Linked DNA regions of Ovis aries: region 2 is linked to region 1. Evidence: chromatin contacts called from public Hi-C data. All regions are on one chromosome and are shown on one strand. Each heading gives the region's core, a stretch centred on a gene start, on an enhancer-like site or on the middle of the called end of the contact. The rest is flanking DNA. Distances are from core to core; before and after follow the strand shown. Region 1 has its middle 160 kb from the start of CCDC54. Region 2 holds the start of BBX (BBX high mobility group box domain containing).

Evidence for each region. A called contact is a pair of places that touch in the nucleus more often than the background predicts.
Region 2: a contact with region 1 is called in a Hi-C map of muscle, with 5 times the contacts expected there. The contact joins the promoter of BBX here to the enhancer-like site in region 1. A contact is called at or near these places in 2 of 16 Hi-C or Micro-C datasets (mixed tissues and muscle).

The regions. Positions count from the first base shown.
Region 1 is chr1:172,843,977-172,848,772 of ARS-UI_Ramb_v3.0, reverse strand. No RefSeq gene overlaps it. Among named protein-coding and RNA genes, the nearest start is that of CCDC54, 160 kb to the left of the region's middle. Within about 2 kb of position 1,617, at least 6 of the 54 cell types and tissues checked have an H3K27ac peak or open chromatin away from gene starts, as enhancers often do.
Region 2 is chr1:173,194,934-173,199,471 of ARS-UI_Ramb_v3.0, reverse strand. It overlaps BBX (BBX high mobility group box domain containing), which reads right to left and starts at 2,510. Exons shown (of 17, transcript XM_060417221.1): 1 at 2,370-2,510. It also overlaps the pseudogene LOC132659967.

The sequences.
Region 1 (4,796 bases), core at 368-2,867:
CCTTTTTGCCTCCTTTCATTATTAACATTTCTGAATTATTTTGTTTTTGGTATGTGTTTGTCTTTTACGTGCAGCAAAAAGTTGGATTTTGTTTTAGGATCAACCGCTTTGTTCGTCCTTGTAATATGGGGGGTTAAGTCCCTATTAGTTGATATGTTTGGTCTCAGATAACTCACTTTTATTATATTTTAATGTAATATGTGGCATATTTGGTGATAAGTACTAATGAGGAAGATAAAGGAGGACAAGGAGTGTAGGAAATGCTGCGGGAAATTTTCTATTTTAAGTAAGTGGTCAGGGAAAGCGTCATGGAGAAACTGACTTTTGGACATACTCTTTTTTAAAAAAAGTTATTTATTAGGCTACTCTGGTCTCAGTTGCGGCATGCAGACTCTTAGTTGAGGCTTATGAGATCTAGTTCCCTGGTCAGGGATTGAACCTGGGGCCTCTATATTGGGAGCACAGAGTGTTAGCTGTTGGACCACCAGGGAGGTCCCTGGACATACTCTTGAAGTAGGTGAAGGAATGAGTCATTTAGATAAGTGGAGTAAGATTTATCCTGACTGAGAGAACAGCAAGGCCTAGAGACACATGATTACTTGGTGTGTTTTCAAAGACCAGCAAGGAGGCTGGTGTGACTGGAATGCTGTTTGCAGCCGAATACTAGGAGACAGGCCAGAAGGGATAAAGTCAAGAGTATCAGATAGGGCCCTCAGTCTCAAGGAGGGAAGAAATATCCCTTGAAGAGGAATTTTGTTGCCACATGTTGAAATTATATTACTTCGCCATCCCATGGTAATAAATTAATAACTCTGGGAATTTCAGCCTAGGTGGGAGAAGAAGCCAGTCTTAGCGGTTTTATATTTTAAGGTGTAACTCAAATTATGCGTGAAATAGTTTAATCTCTGCTGATTTTGAAGGTTGGATTATGAAACACCTTCCAATGCAGTGGAAACGATCCTTGACTATATTCTCAAATCTTTGATGGTCTAGTTTCTACGTTATATTCTACCCCCAAATTCATCAGCTGTAGCTTCGCAACTTCAGCTTTTTTGCCGTTTAGCTGAAGGTGTGAATTCACAGGGGAATAACTTTATTGAAACATAACAATGAAATGTATCTTGACTAATAAATGTTTAAAAGGCAGAAAAATACAAAAATTCTATACAGAGATGCTTGACCAAAGGCTAGCACACAACATAGAAGTTTTTTTCTAAATTCTTTTAAAAAGTATTCAGCTTCAAACAGTTTTTCCTTTTTATACAGATATCTGTTGTTTCAACAGAAAATTGTATGACAGAGAAGGTAAAATGAAATGCGTGCATCAATGTGGGAAGGTTTAAGGGTAAATTAAGTCTGTAATCCAGAAAAACTATGTTCAAGATTGCAGTGGATGGGAACAGAGAAGGGACAAACTTTAAATACAGGCAGGATTATTTGTCTTTTTGTATTTCGTTTGGCTGCACTTTAATTTTCTCCTTCCCCCCCCCTTTTTTTTCTCACCTTTTTTTTTTAAGCTAAGCTGACAGTGAAATGCTGTCTGAATAAGTCACAACTCACAGAAAACTGAACAGTGCATTGTAAAATAGGACACAAAGCAAAAGACTTCATCTTAGAGCTGAGATCATCGGGCTGGGAAACACAGACCCAGTGCCGCAATTCAACAGCGTTTCTGAGAGCCTGAGACAGTTTCCGAAATTTTTGATATGCTATTGCCCCCTGCTGTTCACAGTGAAGTACTGACAACAGAAATAGGTTTTCCTAACACTCCAATGTTTTAGCGCAATATCATGCTATCAGAGAAAGTTAGACAAAGCATTTCAAAGATTTAACATAGAATAATTTAAGGAGTTGCTTTCTAAAAAGCTATTAAAGAAATCCCAAAGCACTTTCCCTACTCCCCAATATATCTAAAAGAAATGTATGATTCGGTTATTTGGCTAATGAATGCAGTTTGTCTTTTAAGTTTCTGAAGAGAGCAGAGCACAAGTCAATTGAGATAGCTGATGAAGTGAGCAGAGAAAATGGAGTGCCAAATGTGCCAAAGGAGAGGGTAATGAATAATTTACATACAACAGGGGTGAAGCAGTTCAGTGGCGAACAGATCCTTCACATTTTTCCAAGGATGTTGGAGAAAACTGTTTTGTCTCCACAGAAGAGCGTGGATGGGCTATTTGTGGGCCTTCAGGTCTTCTGCCCCTTGTTGTTGGGTTTGGTCATGGAAACTTAAAACCATTAGGATGTGAATTTGGGTCCCTGAAGCAGAGCAGAAGGACAGAATCCTTGGAGCTGATTTCCTGATTTACTCTGCCATTTCTAAAAGGGTCAGGTCTATCTCCTGGATGGAAGTCGGTGCATATGCAGACGTGTGTGTTTGAGCATGGGAGTTCATGTTATTTGTTTCAGAACTATAGCCACTGTGGGCTGCTAGAATTATCTGTATTCCAGCTCTTCCATGGGATTAGGTAATAAGGTGCTGCCCGGATCCCCTCAGATTCAGTAAAAGCAATTTAAAAAGTAGGGGCCTTGTTTCAGCGTTTGATTTTTGCTCAGACTCTTTCTCCATGAGGAACATGACTAGAGAAGAATCTTTTAATATTTACAAAATCACATGTATATTTATATACAAAATTACATCCTGTTAGGATAAACCTAGAAATCCAGCCTGAACTACTCTTCAAAGATTTAGATTTGGCTCTAGATATTGCTAAGAATGCTGTTTCTAACTTCTGAAGTCCCCACCTCAAATCACAAATGGTGGATTTTGAGAAAACATTTAAATCATTTATTTCAAATAATAATAAGCTGTTTCCTTAATACTTGAGGCAGTTGCATTCAGTGTTGATTTTAGTGCTTGTAGCATTTTGTTTCTCTCTCTTATGTGACATTTTAATGTTTATTTACTCACTTAAATTTATATTCTTCATTATGTGCTGTGCTTAGTTGCTCAGTCGTGTCCGACTCTGTGACCCCATGGGCTGTAGCCTGCCAGGCTCCTCCGTCCATGGGATTCTTCAGGCAAGAATACTGGAGTGGGTTGCTATGCCCTCCTCCAGGGGACCTTCCAACCTGGGGATTGAACCCAGGTCTCCTGCATTGCAGGCAAATTCTTTACTGCCTGAGCCACCAGGAAAGCCTCTTCTTCATTATGGCAGATGTTAAAGATAGGGTGAAAAATATGATAGAATCTGCCTTTAAGCTTTTTATAGTAACTTAGCAAAATGTAGAACAACAATATGATGATCATATAAGAAGGAGCCCAAGAGGTAGAAAAATAATTTCCCCACCCTTTTTTATTTTATCATTTTATTTCATTTCTTCTCTTTACTATTTTATTTTATTTGTATTCATTTTATTTTTTAAAATTACAAATCAGGAAAGCTGGCTATCCTTTTTATGTATCTTTACATGATCCCTAGTACTCTAGCACTTTATACAAGTGCTTTATACAAGTTTGCACACATTTGTAGTAAATACCCGCTAAATGAAATATGAGCACTTACTTACTAGGAGCCTTTGTACTATGCTGTGCCTATGTAAACTAGATACACATTTGATTTCTACAGAGGAGAAGAGTGAAATTAGGAGGAATTTATATAGACCTGGAAGGAAGTATTAGTAATATTTGTTTCTATTCAAATGCTAAAGTATATTTAGAAACTTTTTAAATGAGAAAAACTAAAACACCAAAATTCCACCATGTCAGTACTTGAATCTCTTTTTAATGATTTTCATAAGTTGCATATGAATTTTCAATATTTCTGTCTGTGCAGTTCTTATCAGATCTGGCTATATGCAGCCTACCTGGTAGAAACACAAAGACAGAGAGCAATGAATGATGATGCATGTGTTTCAAAAGGAGGCTGAAACATTTTCTTTTTGGTCAAGAATTAATTTATCAGTGTTTCATTGTACAAAATTCATAGTATATTGAAACATGCTTTTTGCCACCTTGATGGTATAACCCAAATTATCTGCTGTTATCAAATTGTTCTACTCAAATTGTATTGAATGCCAGTATCTAAGAAAACTGTAAGCATAAATGGTTTCCGAATTTCTTTGGGTTACTGAGAAATGGATCTTCTCTGCAAATATACTATGTTATACTATAGAGTATATGAGGCTTCCCGGGTAGCTCAAACGGTAAAGAATCTGCCTGCAATGTGGAGGACCCAGGTTCAATTCCTGCGTCAGGAAGATACCCTGGAGAAGGGGGCAACCCAATCCAGTATTCTTGCCTGGAGAATTCCATAGTCAGAGGAGCCTGGCGGGCTACAGTCCATGGGGTTGCCAAGAGTCGGACATGACTGAGCGACTAATACACACGCAGTGTATATTTAGTTTTGCATATATAGTTTCTATAACTACTGATATAAAGATATCTATATATAGTAATGCAACATTAATTTATTCTATTCATGTCTGCTACTTGAGAACATTTGCAGTACTAATAAGGGCTTTGCTGGTGGCAAAGATGGCAAAGACTCTGCCTGCAGTGCAAGAAACATGGGTTCGATCCCCAGGTCAGGAAGATCCCCTGGAGAAGGAAATGGCAATCCACTCCAGTATTCTTGCCTGGAAATTCCCACGGACAGAGAAGTTTGGTGGGCTACAGTCTATGGAGTCGCAAAGAGTTGGACAGAACGGAATGACTAATACTTTCACTTTCACACTATTAATGGAACTTAGTCTAAGAGAGGGGCTTCTAACTTAATCTAAGTGTGGCGCTTGTGGTAAAGAACCCACATGTCAATGCAGGAGACATAAGAATTGCAGGTTCCACCCCTGGGTCGGGA
Region 2 (4,538 bases), core at 1,261-3,760, 350 kb before region 1:
AAAAAATGAAGTGTAAATCCCACACTCCGGGCGTAAAAGTCTGCTAAACACCTTTCCATAACGGAGAAGCAACGAGTGGGGTGGCCCCGTCGCCGTGCCCGCTCGAACTGGCGGCGGTCTGGGCAGAAAACACCTCCCTCTCCTCGTCTTCCTCCTCCTTCCCCTCCTCCTCCTCCTCCCTCTCCTCCTCCTCCCGCGGGCCCCGGCGAAGATCCCGCCGCCACCGCTGCTGCCTCCGCTGCCCCCCGGGGAGGCACGGCCGCCCGGCCCGGCGCTGCCATTCCGGGCTTGGACCGCGCGGCGCGCGTGGGGCGGGAGCGGGGTGGCCGCGCGGGGACATCCGCACCGGGGACCCCCTGCGCCCCCTCGCCGCGGGCTGGCTACAGAAGTCATGCGAGCAGAGGTGGCGGCGGCGCGCAGAAGAGGGGGCGCGCGTGGGGGGCCTCCCACGCCGCGAGTGGGCAACCCCAAGGGATGGCGAAGAACGCCCCTCCCCGCGCGGGGAAAGTACCCCAGTCCCCGGCAGCCCGGCGTCCGCGGCCGGGAGACTAGAACTGGACGTGTCATTAGCAGGACAGGCAATGGTTTCAAAGCCCCAGGCCAATGACCATTAGCAGAGGCAGAGCTCGCTCCGTCCCCATCCCCCACCACCTCCACCCACCTTCCCCTTCGTACCCCCCCCCACCTCCACCCCACCTCACGAAACTTTTCAACGAGATCCACCTGGACTAATCTGTCCTCAGACAGTTAAAATACTGACTAGACCCTACAAACCGGGAGAGAAGGGGAATGCACGTTTTATTTTCCTTTCTACAGAAAGGAAAGCAAAAAATAGCTTCTCTCTCCGTCTCTCCCTCTCCCCCCCCCCCTCCTCTGTCGTACATGTTGTGTCTTAGCTTTTTGCATCGTTTCGTTTTACCTTCCTCATTTAGCTGAAATGATCGTGGATATTTCACACATAAACGTGTTCCAGATTCTTGGATTCAGGGTCCTTGTAAATTACAGGACTCACGTTAAGTTTCATACAATACCAAAAAATAAAAAAATAATAATAATACATTTCTGAGGGTGAGCGAGCGAGACGAGGTGGAGGAGGAAAAGAAACCTCGAGTCTGATTTCGGTAATTTACTAGCGACCCGGATCGCAGCAAATAACAGTGTAACACGAGTGTGGCTTAAGGGGCTGGGGAGCTCTTTCTAGAGCCATCGACCCCATCCCCGGATAAAGGATCTGCAAGTTTTCTGTCATCGCGACCATGCAATGCCATAACTTACCTTCAGAAATAAGACTTTAAACAGCCAAGGCCTTCCTCCTCCCCTCCACCACCACCCCCAGTTTCGCTCCCTCCACCTTAAACTTATTGACACAACATAATCCCACATTCAAGCAAAATCCTGACACAGCCTCCCTCCTCCTCTTCCCCCTCCTCTCTTCCCTCGCGTTCTCTCGTTCTCTCTCTCTCCCGTTCTCTCCGGTTCTCCCTCTCTCTCTCTTGCCCTCCCTCCCCCCCGCCGGCTTTCCCTCCCTCTTCTCTCTCCCCTACTCCCTCACCCTCTTCCCCCTCTCCCCCTATTCTTCCTCCTAGCCACTCTGGCACTAAAACAGCACTTTCTCTACTCGCCGCGCATTTGGTTAGGGGTGGGGGGGTGAGAGGGCACCGATCTCCGGGGCCGGAACACCCAGATCCCAACTCTCCAGATGAACTGTTCCCGGTCACCGACGCACTCGAAACGTTCAATCAATCCACTGAGGGCTGGCTGCTCGTACCTTCCTCCCTTGCCCCGACTCCCCAGGCCCCACCTCCCCGGCAGCCGAGCCCAGGCTGGGCTCCACGTACTTTCGCCGAGATGAAGTTTGGGGCTCCCCGGGCGGCCACGAGCCGCCCGCCGGCGTGAGGGCTCTGTTGTTGTTTTCCTCGGGCTGCTCCTGCCCGCGCCCCGGCTCCCGTGCCCCTCTCGGGCGGCGCTGCCTGTGTGCCGAGAGGTGCTGGTTGCAAACGCAGCCTGGCACCGGCTGGCCTACTACTCCCCAGCCCGGCCCCCAGCCTCCCGCCCGCAGGGCACTGCCTCCGCGCCCCCCACCCGCCGCCGGCGCGGCCGCCGCGACCCTCGCCCCCGACCTCTCCCGACCCAAAGTTTTGGCGGAGGGGGAAAGTGCCCAGGGAGCGGGCCGGCTGGCGGCGGCTCCGGACGCGCGGGGTTCCCTCCGTCTTCCTCAAGTCCAGCCTACCGGCTGCCGCCGCCGCCGCCGCCGCCGCTGCTCCTGCCGCGGAGTCCTTGGGGCTGCAGCCCGGCGGCTCGCAAGTGAGTAGGAAAACAGAAAGTGCGGGGAGAGCGCCCGAGAAGGGCTGGGGATGGGGGGCGCTTACCTCGCGGGCTCGCCGGGCGCGAGGGCGTGTGTGTGGCTCGCCCTCAGTGGCCAGTCAGGGGTTCTCTATGGGAAAGTGGAGAGGAGCTCGCGGAGCCGCTCTGCCTCCGCTTCACTGTACACTGCTCCACATACAGTACATGCAACCCGGAGAGACTGAAAACACTCATTTTATATAAGGCAGCCTGCCATTGGTCCGCTCCCTGACGGACAGGCCGCGCGACCAAACAGAAGGCCCGTTACACCCAAACACACGCACACATACACACATTTTACAGAGACACACAAAGATCATCACATTTTCTATTTTCTAATGTTCGGGACCTGTAGACAGTAGGAGAGGACAGGTAGAGAGGCCCAGCAGAGTGGGTTGAGAGGGAAAAACCCTGTCTGCACCAAGTTGCAAGGCTTGAAATTGGTGTCCTTTTGACTTGGGAGGGTTATAGTAATAAACTACAACTCCACTGGATATGGAAGTGAGGGTTTGTTTTTTTTTTTTTTTTTAATCGTTGCCTTGTGGTGCCCCATGGAAGAGGCGTGCATTGTGTTATGATTTTACAGCATGACCTGGCTAACAAGTGGCCAGGAAAACCTTTTATCAGCTTGGATTTCTTTTGTCAATGGGTTAGCTATCACATAGGCCAAAATAGTCCAAGATAAGTTTATTAGGACGGTAATGGATTGAGGTTGTTAATGCTTCATTCGTAGGTAAACTGAGAAAAATCAACACAACAATACACAGAAACAAAGATAATCATTTTGCTGAAACAGCCACTCTACTTTTAGCTGGTCAGAGGACTGCAGATCACCTGTGTGCACATACGAACTGCTGTAAAGTAGAGTAAGTCATGGAAGGTGGACTATTGACCCTTTTCCTTAAAAATAGGCCTTTTGAGTCAATATAGGCAAGATTTGTATTTTGCATATTATATATATATGATATTTACACTACATATTTCACATCATATATGAGCATTTTAGGTGACTTTGGGAGATGGTGAACCCAAGGACTTTGCCTTCTGATATTTTTTTTTCCTATGATGTGTCTTTGACAGATATATATTTGACAGTCCTATATAAGCAAGTCAACAGGTTGCTGGGAAAACACCATAGCTGGAAACTGTGAGAAATAAATTCTAGACCCAACTCTTAAACTCACTAAACAGTCTTGAGCAATTAATTTAGCCCCTCTAATGCTCAGATTTAGTTTGGAATTTTGTTTTCATTTTTTTCTTTTTTAAGTTACAGTAAGAACCTTCTCCCTAAATGTTCCTTCACTAAATGTTTATTCAGCATTTACTGTGTACCAGGCATTATCATAGGCTCTAGATGTTTCCTTAAGGTTCTTTCTGATTTAACAGTCTGTGAATTATTCTTAAACACAAACATTTTGAAGATTAAATAAACACCACGATTTTATGGCCTAGATGTGTAGCTTTAAAACTTAAAGGAAAGCTGGATAAAAGAACTTATTTCAAATCCCTCTTTATTTCTTTATGTTATCTTGAGATTTTTCTCTCACATCCATAAAGTTATCGAATGAGTTTGTATATACGCGTGTGTGACAGAATGGAAACCAGAAACAGATACAGAGAAAATTTAAATTTGTAAAGTTTAGAAAACAAGCAGTGGTATTTGGAAATGTGATGTTTTGCTTATTTTTTAAAGGAAAATAATTTTTAAAAGGAGAAAGTATATAAAATAGCAATTTAAACCAATGATGTTAAAGATTATATTAATGATGCTCTGCATTTACTTGATGGAAGGAACAAAGCGTGCTTTATCCACACTGCACACTGCTTTGAGATTGGTGCTAAGTATGATCATCTCTATTTTTTCATAAGAGAAATGGGACTGTTGAAGATAGCACCAAATCCCAGTGACAAAGGAACTTAAACCCAGGACTCTTAATACCCAACACAGATTTTTAATAACTTGATAGTCCTTCCTTCCAAATGACAAGCTTCAGGGACAAGAGGCAGATAGAAGTGATAGAGGAAAACCCAGGAAAACTTTCTCGGGATTTCACTGTCCTGTTTATTTAAGAGAAAAAGAGAGAGGGAAAAAAAAAAAAAATCAACACAAGTTGCTATATTTAATTGCTGAGTGAAGTGTTGTGAATTATTTGCTAGTATATTTAAGTTATGAAAAATATGAAAGAACAGCCTAC